2 separate regions of the Mus musculus genome follow, and region 2 is linked to region 1. A link is a contact called in public HiChIP or PLAC-seq data. All regions are on one chromosome and are shown on one strand. The core of a region is the stretch at or near the end of the contact, and the rest is flanking DNA. Distances in the headings are between cores, read along the strand shown.

Region 1 (6,520 bases), core at 2,794-5,293:
TGCGTTTAGCAAATTGTATCTTATATCTTGGGTATCCTAAGTTTCTGGGCTAATATCCACTTATCAGTGAGTACATATTGTGTGAGTTCCTTTGTGATTGGGTTACCTCACTCAGGATGATGCCCTCCAGGTCCAACCATTTGCCTAGGAATTTCATAAGTTCATTCTTTTTATTTTTTTTCCCCATTTTTTATTAGGTATTTAGCTCATTTACATTTCCAATGCTATACCAAAAGTCCCCCATACCCACCCACCCCCACTCCCCTACCCACCCACTCCCCCTTTTTGGCCCTGGCGTTCCCCTGTACTGGGGCATATAAAGTTTGCATGTCCAATGGGCCTCTCTTTCCAGTGATGGCCGACTAGGCCATCTTTTGATACATATGCAGCTAGAGTCAAGAGCTCCGGGGTACTGGTTAGTTCATAATGTTGTTCCACCTATAGGGTTGCAGATCCCTTTAGCTCCTTGGCTACTTTCTCTAGCTCCTCCATTGGGAGCCCTGTGATCCATCCATTAGCTGACTGTGAGCATCCACTTCTGTGTTTGCTAGGCCCCGGCATAGTCTCACAAGAGACAGCTACATCTGGGTCCTTTCGATAAAATCTTGCTAGTATATGCAATGGTGTCAGCGTTTGGATGCTGATTATGGGGTGGATCCCTGGATATGGCAGTCTCTACATGGTCCATCCTTTCATCTCAGCTCCAAACTTTGTCTTTGTAACTCCTTCCATGGGTGTTTTGTTCCCAATTCTAAGGAGGGGCATAGTGTCCACACTTCAGTCTTCATTCTTCTTGAGTTTCATGTGTTTAGCAAATTGTATCGTTCTTGCTGGTCGAGTCCGGCGAGCGCAAGACTGGCTATTATAAATAAGGCTGCTATGAACATAGTGGAGCATGTGTCCTTCTTACCGGTTGGGACATCTTCTGGATATATGCCGAGGAGAGGTATTGCGGGATCCTCCGGTAGTACTATGTCCAATTTCCTGAGGAACGGCCAGACTGATTTCCAGAGTGGTTGTACAAGCTTGCAATCCCACCAACAATGGAGGAGTGTTCCTCTTTCTCCACATCCTTGCCAGCATCTGCTGTCACCTGAGTTTTTGATCTTAGCCATTCTGACTGGAGTGAAGTAGAATCTCAGGGTTGTTTTGATTTGCATTTCCCTGATGATTAAGAATGTTGAACATTTTTTCAGGTGTTTCTCTGCCATTCGGTATTCCTCAGGTGAGAATTCTTTGTTCAGCTCTGAGCCCCATTTTTTAATGGGGTTATTTGATTTCCTGGAGTTACGATTCCTTAAAGACAGCTCATGTGAAGAGCTTTCTCCATTCAAAACGACTGTTAAAGGACCCTCACCATATGTTATTGTAACACCAAATCACTCAATGTGATCACTGCACTGACACAACTGTTCACCTTTTCATTCCTTAATTAATACACTGGGTATTTGTTGTTGCTGTTGTTGTTTTTAGTCTGGGGTCCAACTCAGGGCCTTATTGGGCTCTACTACCAAGCTACATCACTAGCATTGTTACACTACAGTCTTAAAAGATAAGAACCATGAGTTGGTTTCCCCCCAATTCCAGGAACTAGCACAGCATACTCAGACTTCATGTACTCACACGGAAAACATGATCAGTAGTTTATTCTTCAATGAACTGTGCTGTGGTAGAAAGGTACAAATTAAGCTCTGGCCATAACTAAGTGGACCTCACTAATTATGAGAGTCCAATGAAGGTGGCAGCAATTTAGACCTATCTAAAGTTTTAATCTAGTCTTTGTTTCTATGAATTCTTCTAAGGGAGGCATTCAAACATATATTTATGCTAACCCTACCTCATCTTTTATATGCTCCTATGGAGATTTTCTTTTATGAGAACAGTAAAAGCCGCAAGGAACCTGTTTTTTCTCTCAACTCCACTGCCCTGATTTTCATCCCCCGAGGCACTCATTCTCTTGGTGGCTGCTTCTCCTCTGTTGCTGCACTTTCTTCTTTCTACAGCTCAAATCCAGAAAGGGTCTTACAGAGGGGAGGAGAGGAGATCAAATATCCATTAACTTTTTCCCTATAGGCTTCTCTCCAAACCAGTCTTCACTTATTCCTTCTCCTCTTTCACATGCAGACCTCTCTCATCTTAGTTATGGGTTCTATTGCTGGGATGAAATACCATGACCAAAAGCAAACTAGGGAAGAATGGGGTTATTCAACTTATGCTTCCATATTTCTGTTTATCAGCTAAGGAAGTCAGGACAGGAACTCAAACAGGGCTGGGACCTAAAGTGGGAAGCAGATCTATAGGCAACAAAGGAGTGCTGCTTACTGGCTTGCTCTTCAGGATTTGCTCAGCCTGTTTTCTTACAGAACCCAGGACCACCAGCCCAGGGATGGCACCACTCACTGTATGTTGGGTCCTCCCCCATCAATCACTAATTAGAAAAATGCCCTACAGCCTGATCTTATAGAGGAATTTTCTCAATTGAAGGTCTTCCTTACAGAAGACTCTAGTTTGTGTCAAATTGGCATAAAACTAGACAACACACTTGATAATTCTGGACAGATGCAAACATAAAATAAGAGAGCTTTATTCTTTTTCCTTCATTAAAAAAATCTACGCAGTAATTTAAAAATAAAGTTTCCAACTATTATTATTATTATTACTACTATAGAGAGAAAAGACTGTTCCCCAGTAAAGCACAGAAATGTGTCCTTGTACAGAATGCTGATACAGGAGTCAGCTCCCTTAAGGTCTGGTGAACACTGAGGCAGTCTGTACAGTACACAACTCTTCAGGTCCTGCAGGAGGCTGTTGCTGCTAGATATTAAAATCAAATGAAAGGAGTTATGAAGAGATAACTTACAGGATGCAGCCACAAACTGACTCTTGAAATACAAGCTGTTTATCATTCTGAGATTAAGCCATCCCTACATTTTAAAATACAATAAAACAATCTGTTTTTTCATCTGCTAGTGTATTGGGGAAAATCAATATTATATTAATTAAAATGCTTTCTTGATTAATATTTATGAATAATCTGGAAGGCACACAAGTAAGCTATGTGATCAGAAATTTATATTCCATGTGATTCATAGTGAAAACAAAAAATTCTATTTGAAGAAAAGTTAGTAAAGATGGCAAAGCTTTTTAAATGTCTATACTGCTTATATATTCTCTTGTCTAGATCCTTTCAGGAATATTGATTATTTGTGTATTACCCAACTGCAGCACAGATATTTTAGATTAACTTAGTGATATTTCTAATACATGTAGGGTTCCAAGTTTGACTTGTGACTCCTGGCTAAGGTATTTTAAAAGATTCACCATCAGGCTCAGCTATGTAGTGATAGGAAAGGGGCACTGAAAACTGTCAGCCTATGGTATCACAGCCAATGCTAATCAGAGAGTGTGACGAGTCCTTCACCCTCAGAAGTATTACAGTCTAGATGTTAACAAGGTAGGGAGTGACCCACCTCCATGGATTCTTTAATTTAAAGCCATGACTATTAGGTAGTAGTAAGAACCAAAAAGGATACAAAGAATTGTAAAAAATACAAATCCAAAGCGTTCAGGTACTAGTACTAGTTGAAAGGTAAAATAAGCACTTCAAATTAAACATAACATACGTAATTTCCTAACAACTAAAAGGAATGTTGCACGCAGGTACAGTACAAAGGCACCTGGGAAGTCAGTTTCTCAACAGCTGGTATCAAGGGGTTTCAAAGCAGTCTGGGCTCACCTTCTCTTAGCAGTTACACCCAGAACTCACAATATCTCTATTTGCTGAGTACTGCAGAGGTAACAGGTCCAGTTTCAAGTATAATGTATGCTTATGAATGTGGTGGTTTGAATGGAAATGCCCCCCACAATCCCACAGGGAGTAGCACTATAAGGTCTTGTTGGAGTAAGCATGGCCTTGTAAGAGAAAGTATATCACTGGGGTGGGCTTTGAGTTCTCAGAAGCTCAAGCCAGGCCTAGTGGCTAACTGTCTCTTCCTGCTGCCTTCAAATCCAAATATAGAATCCTCAGCTACCTCTCCAACATCCTGTCTACCTGAATGCCACCATGCTTCCCACCTTGACAATAATGGACTAAACATCTAACCTACAAGCCAGCCCCAATTAAATGTTTTCCTTTATAAGAGCTGCCATGGTCACGGTGTCTCTAAACAGCAATAAGACCCCAAGTAAGGCAGTTATTCTTACCCTGATCTAATACTGATGGGAACAAGAGCTGAACTGATACGAAATGTATTACTGAACTTAAATAACCCACAGCACCTTATAACAAGCTACTAAGAAACAGCTAATGTTTAACTCAGCTTCTCTAACTCCAAAGACACTGACTTTTTGTTTGTCTGTTTGCTGACAGAATCTTACTATCTCAGTGATAAGGGTACTGAGCTGCTGGAAAGGTTGGCTTGTTCTGATGGACAAAGGGGGACTTCTGTCCCATGACACTGCTTATCTCTGGCTTTGTTGGCAATCTTTGGGTAGTGAATTTAAGCAAGTCAAAGACCTGAATCTTCATCATATGTCATCATACCACATCCGCTCTTGTCCAAGTTTCCCCTTTTATGATACTAGTGACAGTGGATGAAGGGGCCACCCTAACCTTCCTGTAGCCCTCATTTTCATATATGAACACAATGCTCACTAAATGGAGGCTGCTTTGCTCCTCCTCTCAGGGGATATGGTGATGTCTGGAGAGATTTCTATTTGTTCTGAATCTCGGAGGGTAAGAAATAACGAGTGTATAGAAGACAGGGAACTCTACTAAACCCACTACAATTCATAGGATGGCTCCCAATAGCTGAAAAATATCCAGTCCAAAATGCTAAGGCGATGTCCAATAAAGGAAGATTGCAGTGAACGTGGGAAAACATCTGAGCTGAGTTTAAAGCAGTTGGGTTAGAACCACCTGGAATGAGGTGACAAGGGTGAATCCTAGAGAAGGAAACTCGTGCTGACTAGACAAGACAGGTTTGCAGTTAACAAGCAGACTCTTTAAAAAGCCTGAGGAAGACAGCTACAGTGTAGATCTTAAAAAGAAAAGCCTGAGGCCACACTGGAAATAAAAACAATATTAGAAAACAGAATGGACCTTTGGAGGACTGAAAGACCTGGCTAGCGTTACTTACTTTTTTTGACTAATAAAATGTACACAATAGAATTTTATAGTTAGATCAATCAAAAAAGGAGAAAGAGACTAATTAGAGTTCTACTGCAATAGTTAAATGACTGGAGTACTCAAGCTTGTGATTGTGACACAGGGAGAACGCACAAGTGTACACACTGTTACCTACCTGGAAAAATAGAAGGCAGATTTTCTCTTGTTACAGAATGTAGCAAATTATTCCTCTTACCTGTAATGCACTGAAACTGTCCATCTTCTCTTCTTATCGTAAAGGCTTCCCCTGGATTAACCTGTACCAGAATAACCTGGAAACAACGGAAGAAGAATTCATCAAAACAATAAAAGAACCAATCAGTATAGAAAAATGTGCAGCTAGTTCTTGAGCATATGTGAGCTAATTAACCTTAGAAAACTGGACATACTACATTGTGCTTATTTTAGTATTCAATAGGTCATAATCAGGCTAGAAAAAAGAAAACAAAAAGAAAAAAATAAGCTAATGGCAAATTTACTGAGAAGTAAAAAATTTCAGTAAAAATGATGGAGTCAAACCTTACAATTGTGGATTACATATTATACTTTAACACAGCACTTAGGAATTGATAAACTGATAATGAGATTCTACTTGAATTAAGAGAAAAAGTTATATGTGAAAATGTGAATTTAATTTCATCATTTATAAGTAAACTATATACTAATTTTCTGACATTTGAAACCTGATAAAACAAAAAACTGGAAAAATGAAATCTAGAGTCCTAAAATACAGTCAAGATAATGATAAAATTCTTCACTTCATTATCTGTGCAGAATTGCTTTATCTCCTAAGTTTTATATAACACTGTGATATTCTAAAAGAACTTCCATGTTATAGTACTCAAGTATCCCATCACGGGAGCACCTCACTGCATCACCAGCTAAGCAGTCTTCCCTTAGATGAGGAGTTCTGGCAGCCCTCACCTTAATGTTTCCATTAATGTAGACAGCAAAGTTAGCTTGATTTCCTTATAACAGAGATGTAGAAAACAAACCCTGGTGCCCTTTACTCTATTACCTTAAAGTTCTCTCCTATGTTACATCCCCTCTCACACTCTAGAAGCACACCCTTTCACTGCATCCTGAATATGCCTCAAGTTGTAGCGTTATACTGTTTGATGCTGTAGCAGATCTTAATTTGCTGGTGTTTCAGTACTGGGATCAAACCTGGGCTTTCACACATGATGGACAAGCAACCCACCACTGAGTAAAATGCCTTCCGTGAGAACTGCACTTCTCTGCTTCTCAGCATAAAACTCAGTGTGTTTTATACTAAGTCTTTTGTAAATGGTCTGATTGTGTCACCTTACTATTTATTTCGTAGGCTTTCAAGTGTTTCTAGAAATTTACATG
Region 2 (6,520 bases), core at 2,988-5,487, 280 kb after region 1:
TTCACCTGAAGCAGACACAGGTGGAAGGATGTTTTGCTAAAGCAAGCAGGTGAAGGATGAGTGGTCAAGGATTCTTCACTAAAGACACGAGTGTGTTGGTTTGCCCTACATTGCGTTGTTGAGCTCCATTTGTAATAAAGGCAAAAAGAGAAATAAGCCCCCCCCCCAAAAAAAATTCTGGTGGTGTTCTGTTGGCTTCTCACCACTTCCTTGGTCTCAGGCCAATTGGCAGAGTGATGTCAGCTGATACAAACTCACGTGGAGTTTGGCTAAGACAGACTCACACACTGAGGGAAGGACACATGGGGAGGCAAAACCTGTGGAGAACACATGATGTTTGGAGGGAGTATAGATAGGACTCAATGGACAGCAATGGGGGCTTACATGGCTAGCTTTGCAATTCTTCCTTGGTCTCGTGTCTTTGCTGATCTTCAATTCACTGAGGGAGGCACAGCAGAGAACTTCTCTTGTCGTCCCTGGTGGTCCTGGCTGCTCTTGCTGACGCTGCTTCAGTGGAGGCCTGGCTATTTCTACTAGGTCTTGCCACCTCTGCTAATTTGTGTTTGCAATCCTGAACACTACTAAACTGGACTGCTGGTATATTTGTGGAGTGTTTGTGAGTGGATCAAGCAGCCACTGCTGGTTTCTGTGAACTGAACTATTAATTTCCTGACAACACAGATTGGATTTGCTCCAAAGAACAATTTATAAACAGGTCACCTTCCCCTGTATCCTAACAGCCTTTCTTTTCCACCACCACTTCTGGTGGGTGGTGGACTAGAAGGGAGATTAAAGAGTTTATGAATGCTTATTAAAACAGGTTGAGAAACATTAAAGACAACACTATGCAATTATCATATTGATCAAGAAGCTCATTTTAGATCAATAGATTAGGCAACTGAATCTCCTATAGATTTTTAACTTGTTTAACTATGTACTATATTGCTTAGAATTGGTTATATTTAGAGAAATGTAAGACATCTTACAACATTGTCATATAGCTTCTTCTCACCTTACAATGGGATTTTACACTGTGATAAGTATATTAGAAGTCAAATATCTTGTGAGCTGAAAGTGTGTTTAGTACACCCAATCTTCCAATACTCAGTAGCTCTGAACACATTGGATAATTAGCTCTAGGTCTTCTGACACATGACTGATGGGCCTGGGGTTTATTGCCCAGCCAAGCATCCTGAAGAAGTTTGTATTGCATATTGCTAGCCCAGCAAAGGACCAAAATTAAAACATTGGTTTCTACTAAAAAGCATGTTGCTTTTGCTCCACATAAGTCAACAACTGTAAGTCAAGACATCATATATAAGTAAATACTCAAACATATGATATAGGGATGTGTTGTAATCATAGATATTATGAACCCTTCTAAACAGGGGTTTACCATCTAGTTGAATTGTGAAAGATGACAGTAAGACAATCATACAAAGTGTCATTAAGTATTCTAAGACTTACAAGCTGTCTGATGTGGCCTTGAGTTGTCTATCAGCAAGCCTGTGGATAACATCACTCTGTACTCACAGGGAAACTTCTCCACATCCCTAGTTACTGGTCCATTTCTTCCTTTCAACTAGAACTTCGAAAAGGCAATTCACAACATGGCAGGCAGACAAACCACAGAATCTAATCTCCAAGAAATGTAGCAAAACCACATGGCCTCTTTGGTTCTGACTGGAAAGGAACCATTTTCCTCTCACCAAATGAAAGGAATTGCCATCTATGTAGTTGGATGTATATGAGTTTTGTTCTGGTATATTCTCTATATTTTGCTTTTCTGTACTTACACTGAATATTATCACTTGTCTTAGCAGCAAAGTTCACAACCTACACTTCAGGTGCAATTTCTTCTGGGACATGGTCCAGTGCTTTGAGTTTCCATAGGTCCACATGGGTGGAGGGGGTAAGATTTTATATTCATATCTGAGAAAGCTAACCACAAGCCTTGAATATAAAATGCATTGAACAGAGATTACAAAGGCCCTGGCATATTCAATTTCAATGTTATTATTAATATGGTACTTGTGTCTTCCTTCCTATCCCCTAACTAGATATGACAAATGATGGGGTTCAGAAATAACCTGGGGTTCACCACCATAGTCTGTATCTCTCTTACGGTTGAGTCATCTAACAAGGAAAAAATGGTTTCAAAACTTGAATCTATTTCAGAAAGGAAGAAAACATTTTGCCTCTTTTTTGGTCTCCTTAAAATGCTGATTAAGTTCAGACAGGGCCCTCTGCAGGCAGACTTTCCCTGTAATGGTGAGCATCTAGTTAATAACAGCTCAGAGAATCCCACAGCACACACTACAGCTCCAATGGAGGGGAAGGCTGCCTCTTTATCTACTTAATCTATCCACCCATACACTCATGTTCTAATCTATCTATTCAGTCAGTCGGCTCCCCATTTCCCACTCCAATGTGTAGTGATAACATGCTGAGCCATACATGACATTTTTACTATGACTGACAATGAATAGCACGAAAACAAAATGACTCCATGGTAAACACAAATGGGTGGAGCAATTCTAATATGCATTGATGTTTTTAGTATATCTTTAGCTTTCAAGTGTATACTGAAGGAACAAAGCTCAAAGTGGTTAGTGTCTGGCACAAAGTGACCCAGAATGAAAGCAATTATTGGGGCTGGAGAGATACCAGGGTAGGTGGGACAGGGACCGGACCGTGTGAGACCCTATAAAAACGTTATCTTTCACTCAAAGAAGGATGGAAATGCATTAGGCTTTCCTCAGAGAAACATCATGATAATGTCGATTTGAAAAAGGTCCATGTGGATGACATAAGGAGGTCAGAAGCAAACAGAAGTTCGAAAATTCCTGCATCCTCCAGAGGATGGTGAGTCAGACAGAGGCAGTGAGCTCCGGCCAGATCTCGATGCTCTGGAAGTACAGCTGTCAAGATGGATTGGGGGCGGGCTGTGAAAGGAAGAGGGAAAGGGGCCGAATAATGTTCCAGGCTGTATAATCTGAGGAGCAGGGCTCGACAGTTTCCCCAGATCTATTAGCTAGCTCCCTGCTTTCCTGTTATTTGGCGCAGATGTCCTCTGTTCAGAATGGCTCTCACGAGCCATGTGTAGCAAGCATTCAGATTGTTCACACATGTTAGTTCACTCTCCTTTTAAGGAGATGGGAGAATTGTCGTGTGTCCTATTTAACTCAGGTTGATCCTATGTCCAGTTTTTGGCTAGTGAAATGTGAGCCATTTTCAGGTAAAAATTTTAATAGCTAGTTTTGTGTCTTACCTTTTTTTTCTTTTTCCCCTAGTAGGGCAACTAGAAATTTCCTCTAGAGCAGTGGTTCTCAACCTGACCCTCAGCCATAAAATTAATTCGTTGCTACTTCATAAACTGTCATTTTGATCCTGTTATGAATTGTAATGTAAATATATGCTATGTGACCCTGTGGGGGGTCGTGACCTACATGTTGGTAAGTGCTGTTCTAGAGCCTGTCTAGAGTGAGGAATAAAGAATCCAAGTCTCAGATGTTCTTTGGTGGTCATGAGGTATGAAGTAGGAGCAAATCATGGTTGTTATAAACCTCTAAGGTTTGGAGAATTGTTTGTTATTGCAATATAACCAGCCAATTCTGACTGATATATCACATTTTACATAAATAAAAAGACTTGTAGCCTTCTTCAACTCTTTCATACCCCCTCACTTTTACCACCTCTGGACACCACTCATATTGTCTTTCCTTTGTAATGAACATCTGATAAGGACAGACCTCTGGTCCTATCTGTTCACTATTGTGTCCAGTACTTACACCAGTGTCTGACTCATATCGGGCACCAAGGGAAAACTTGGTGAGTGAATGAATTAATGAATGAACGAACAAATGAACAAATGAACGGATGCATGCAATGAGACATTAGGGAGCATGTTACAGAGCAAGAAGAATTAATGCTAAATCTTCCAAGAACACAGAAGCTTTCCAAGGTAAGAAGGAAGCCTGTGGAGAGACTAAGAAGTCCAGGGGACTCTAAGAACCTTTGTCACCTTAGACTACAGCTGTGCAAAGAATTAGAGGTCAAAGAAATTGCAAGATGAGAGATAAGATTACAGACATAGGTTGGATGTGTGTGTGTGTGTGTGTGTGTGTGTTTATTTAAGGGACCTTTCTGTCCTTTTCTAATATGCAGGGACTTTATTTCTTGTACTGTAATGAGCCAACAGAGTTTTTAAAACAGGAAATGACAAGAAGAGTTTTGACTCTGCCTGGACAAATTACATCCAGGGAGCAATTTCTGTTCCTCATTTCTCTCTGGCCACTGCACTGATGTCACCCTGCATCAAATCATTCCTTTGTTTTGTTTTGTTTTGTTCTGTTTTGTTTTGTTTTGTTTTTTTAAAAAAAAAACTCAACAAATGTTTCCTGCTTGCTTGAGCAGTATACAATATATAGTACACAGGGGACAAGCAAAAGGAACACACTCTATACCTCAGATGTGCTTGCCTTGAGAGGGGTTCAAAGCTAATACACAAACGGTAGCTCTACAAGCCACAGAACAAAAAATCCTGGGTGGAGCTTCTGGTTTCTGTGTACCTTTAGTCTCATCTTCACATTTACTCTTGCTCCTTAGCTGGGCTCCTCTAAATCTCCCTTGGTCATTTGGGACCATTTCCATCCAGTGCAAAACAGAGCATCTCTATCAAGTCTCAAAAACAGCAGCACTTGGCATTTTAAAACATTTTACAAAACACCCCAACATGCACATGATCTCACTCCATCCTTTTAAGAGCCCTAGAAATAGTATAAAAGTAAAGCCAAACAAGGGGGGATGGGTTTTGAGAAATTGCAAATTGTCCAAAGGCATTTAATCAGAAAGGCTTGGAATGTGGACCACAAAGAATAGACATGAGTAAGGAAAGATCCACATGGACTAGTAGATCCTTGGTCCCATAGCTGGAATTCCACTGGGTTTGCCTCTGATTAAAATTGCATTCTTGCACCTATGGAACCCCAGATACTGCGACAAAGAAAATAGTCTCTGCTTTTTCTGGAAGTTAGTATCACAGTGTAGAGTCTACAGTCTCCTCTGTTCCATGGCCGAGTTTCCCTTCCTCTACAATTCCTAATAAACCCATCAGGAAGCTTATGCTATTATGTGGTACTGGGCAGAGTTAGTACGTGACATGCCACATGGTGCCACCTCTGCAACAGTCTTCTTTTTAACAAGGGTAACATGCTAGGCTCAGTGGTTTCTGCCCACTCTACCAGTTGTTAGAGAGCAGTTTTTCTTGCTGACAAAGGACAGTAAAACTGTCAGGTCCCAGAACTGACTATTCCAGAAAAAAAAGCTCTTCAGAAAATCTGTTTTACTCATTCCTTTCCTTGATGTGCTTTTTGGTGACCTAACATTTTGGAGTCTCACCAACTTGTAGGGCTAACTGGCGCCGTTTGAAACACTCAGTCATGGGTAAGAAATGCCATAGAGGGTCAACAGCATCCTCAGCACCAGGTCCCCCACATGAGTGCATCTGGCAGTTCATGCTTTACAAGTGGCTCCCTGGCAGGACTCAGTACCTGTGTCACTTTGTTTATAAGCTGACATCTCTTGCTCCTTGGTGTTCCACTCCTCTTGGTCTCGCCATCTGGAGATGAGCTTCCAAGAAGATGCCATAGCCTGTAGGTATCTAATGGGCAATTTCTTATTCCTGGTGTTCCCTGGCCTCCTCAGAAATGTCTGTGATTCCAATTATGTAACAACACCATGTTTAGACTAAGTGTCCAGAGGAAAGGGGAAAATCTGCTGTCAACCAAAACAAAATGAGTTTAGAGGTAGAGAACAATGTAAAAACAGATTGTTAAGTGTTTATCTATCTCAACAGTGGGCATTCTAAAGAAACCATTACCAGTGCCATTATCAGCAAGGGTTATGGAAGATGAGAACCGTAAGAAGCACACATTGGGTGTGCTTGTTTGAAGAAAACTGCAAATTTCTGCATTTCTGTCAATAAAAGACAGAGGAATGACATCAGCAATATAGTGGGCAGGGAGGGCTTAAATCATCTTCCCCAACTGAAACACAAATTTAACAGCAAACATTTTAAGTGTATCTGTGAAAACTCCAAGGACCAAGTAAAGTTTCCTACACCCCAGATGATGATGAAGCCCAGTAGAAAATCTAAGATGCTCTCCACTGTTTGACTTTCACCAGAATATCCCACATACCATACTGGGTGATAGAGAAGAAACCTTTAACTCCTAGATGTCAGACTTTCTGACCAGGGACTGCCTTCTGTCTTAAGTCACAGAGCCACACTAGTAAAAACAGCCCACCAGATCTGGGATGCCAGAGAATGAAGGTGGTCAGCCAGATTCTACAGTGTGGCAGAAATACATGGGATACCTGTATCATGGTTAACCACAGCACCAGACAGGTTGCAGCATCAGACATCTGAGGGAATTTCTAATAGAAACTTGGAAACCTCTTCTGATAGGCTATACTCACAGCTCACAGAAGGTACATGTTCAGAAACTCCCTGAGAAGT

The links. HiChIP or PLAC-seq counts read pairs in DNA pulled down with a chosen protein or histone mark.
Region 2: an H3K27ac HiChIP or PLAC-seq map of extraembryonic endoderm stem cells shows a contact between it and region 1. The contact joins two enhancer-like sites. A contact is called at or near these places in 1 of 15 datasets of contacts at CTCF or cohesin (the NIH/3T3 cell line), 3 of 484 Hi-C or Micro-C datasets (bone marrow-derived macrophages, cortical neurons and nephron progenitors) and 1 of 115 datasets of contacts at active chromatin or transcription factors (extraembryonic endoderm stem cells).

Annotation. Positions count from the first base shown.
Region 1 is chr14:72,646,653-72,653,172 of GRCm38.p6, forward strand. Fndc3a (fibronectin type III domain containing 3A) reads right to left here. Exons shown (of 26, transcript NM_207636.2): 3 at 5,364-5,439. Among named protein-coding and RNA genes, the nearest start is that of Fndc3a, 60 kb to the right of the region's middle. Within about 2 kb of position 4,044, at least 7 of the 459 cell types and tissues checked have an H3K27ac peak or open chromatin away from gene starts, as enhancers often do. A contact at or near this core is called in extraembryonic endoderm stem cells, where this site is marked.
Region 2 is chr14:72,929,579-72,936,098 of GRCm38.p6, forward strand. No RefSeq gene overlaps it. Among named protein-coding and RNA genes, the nearest start is that of Gm41207, 63 kb to the left of the region's middle. Within about 2 kb of position 4,238, at least 32 of the 459 cell types and tissues checked have an H3K27ac peak or open chromatin away from gene starts, as enhancers often do. A contact at or near this core is called in extraembryonic endoderm stem cells, where this site is marked.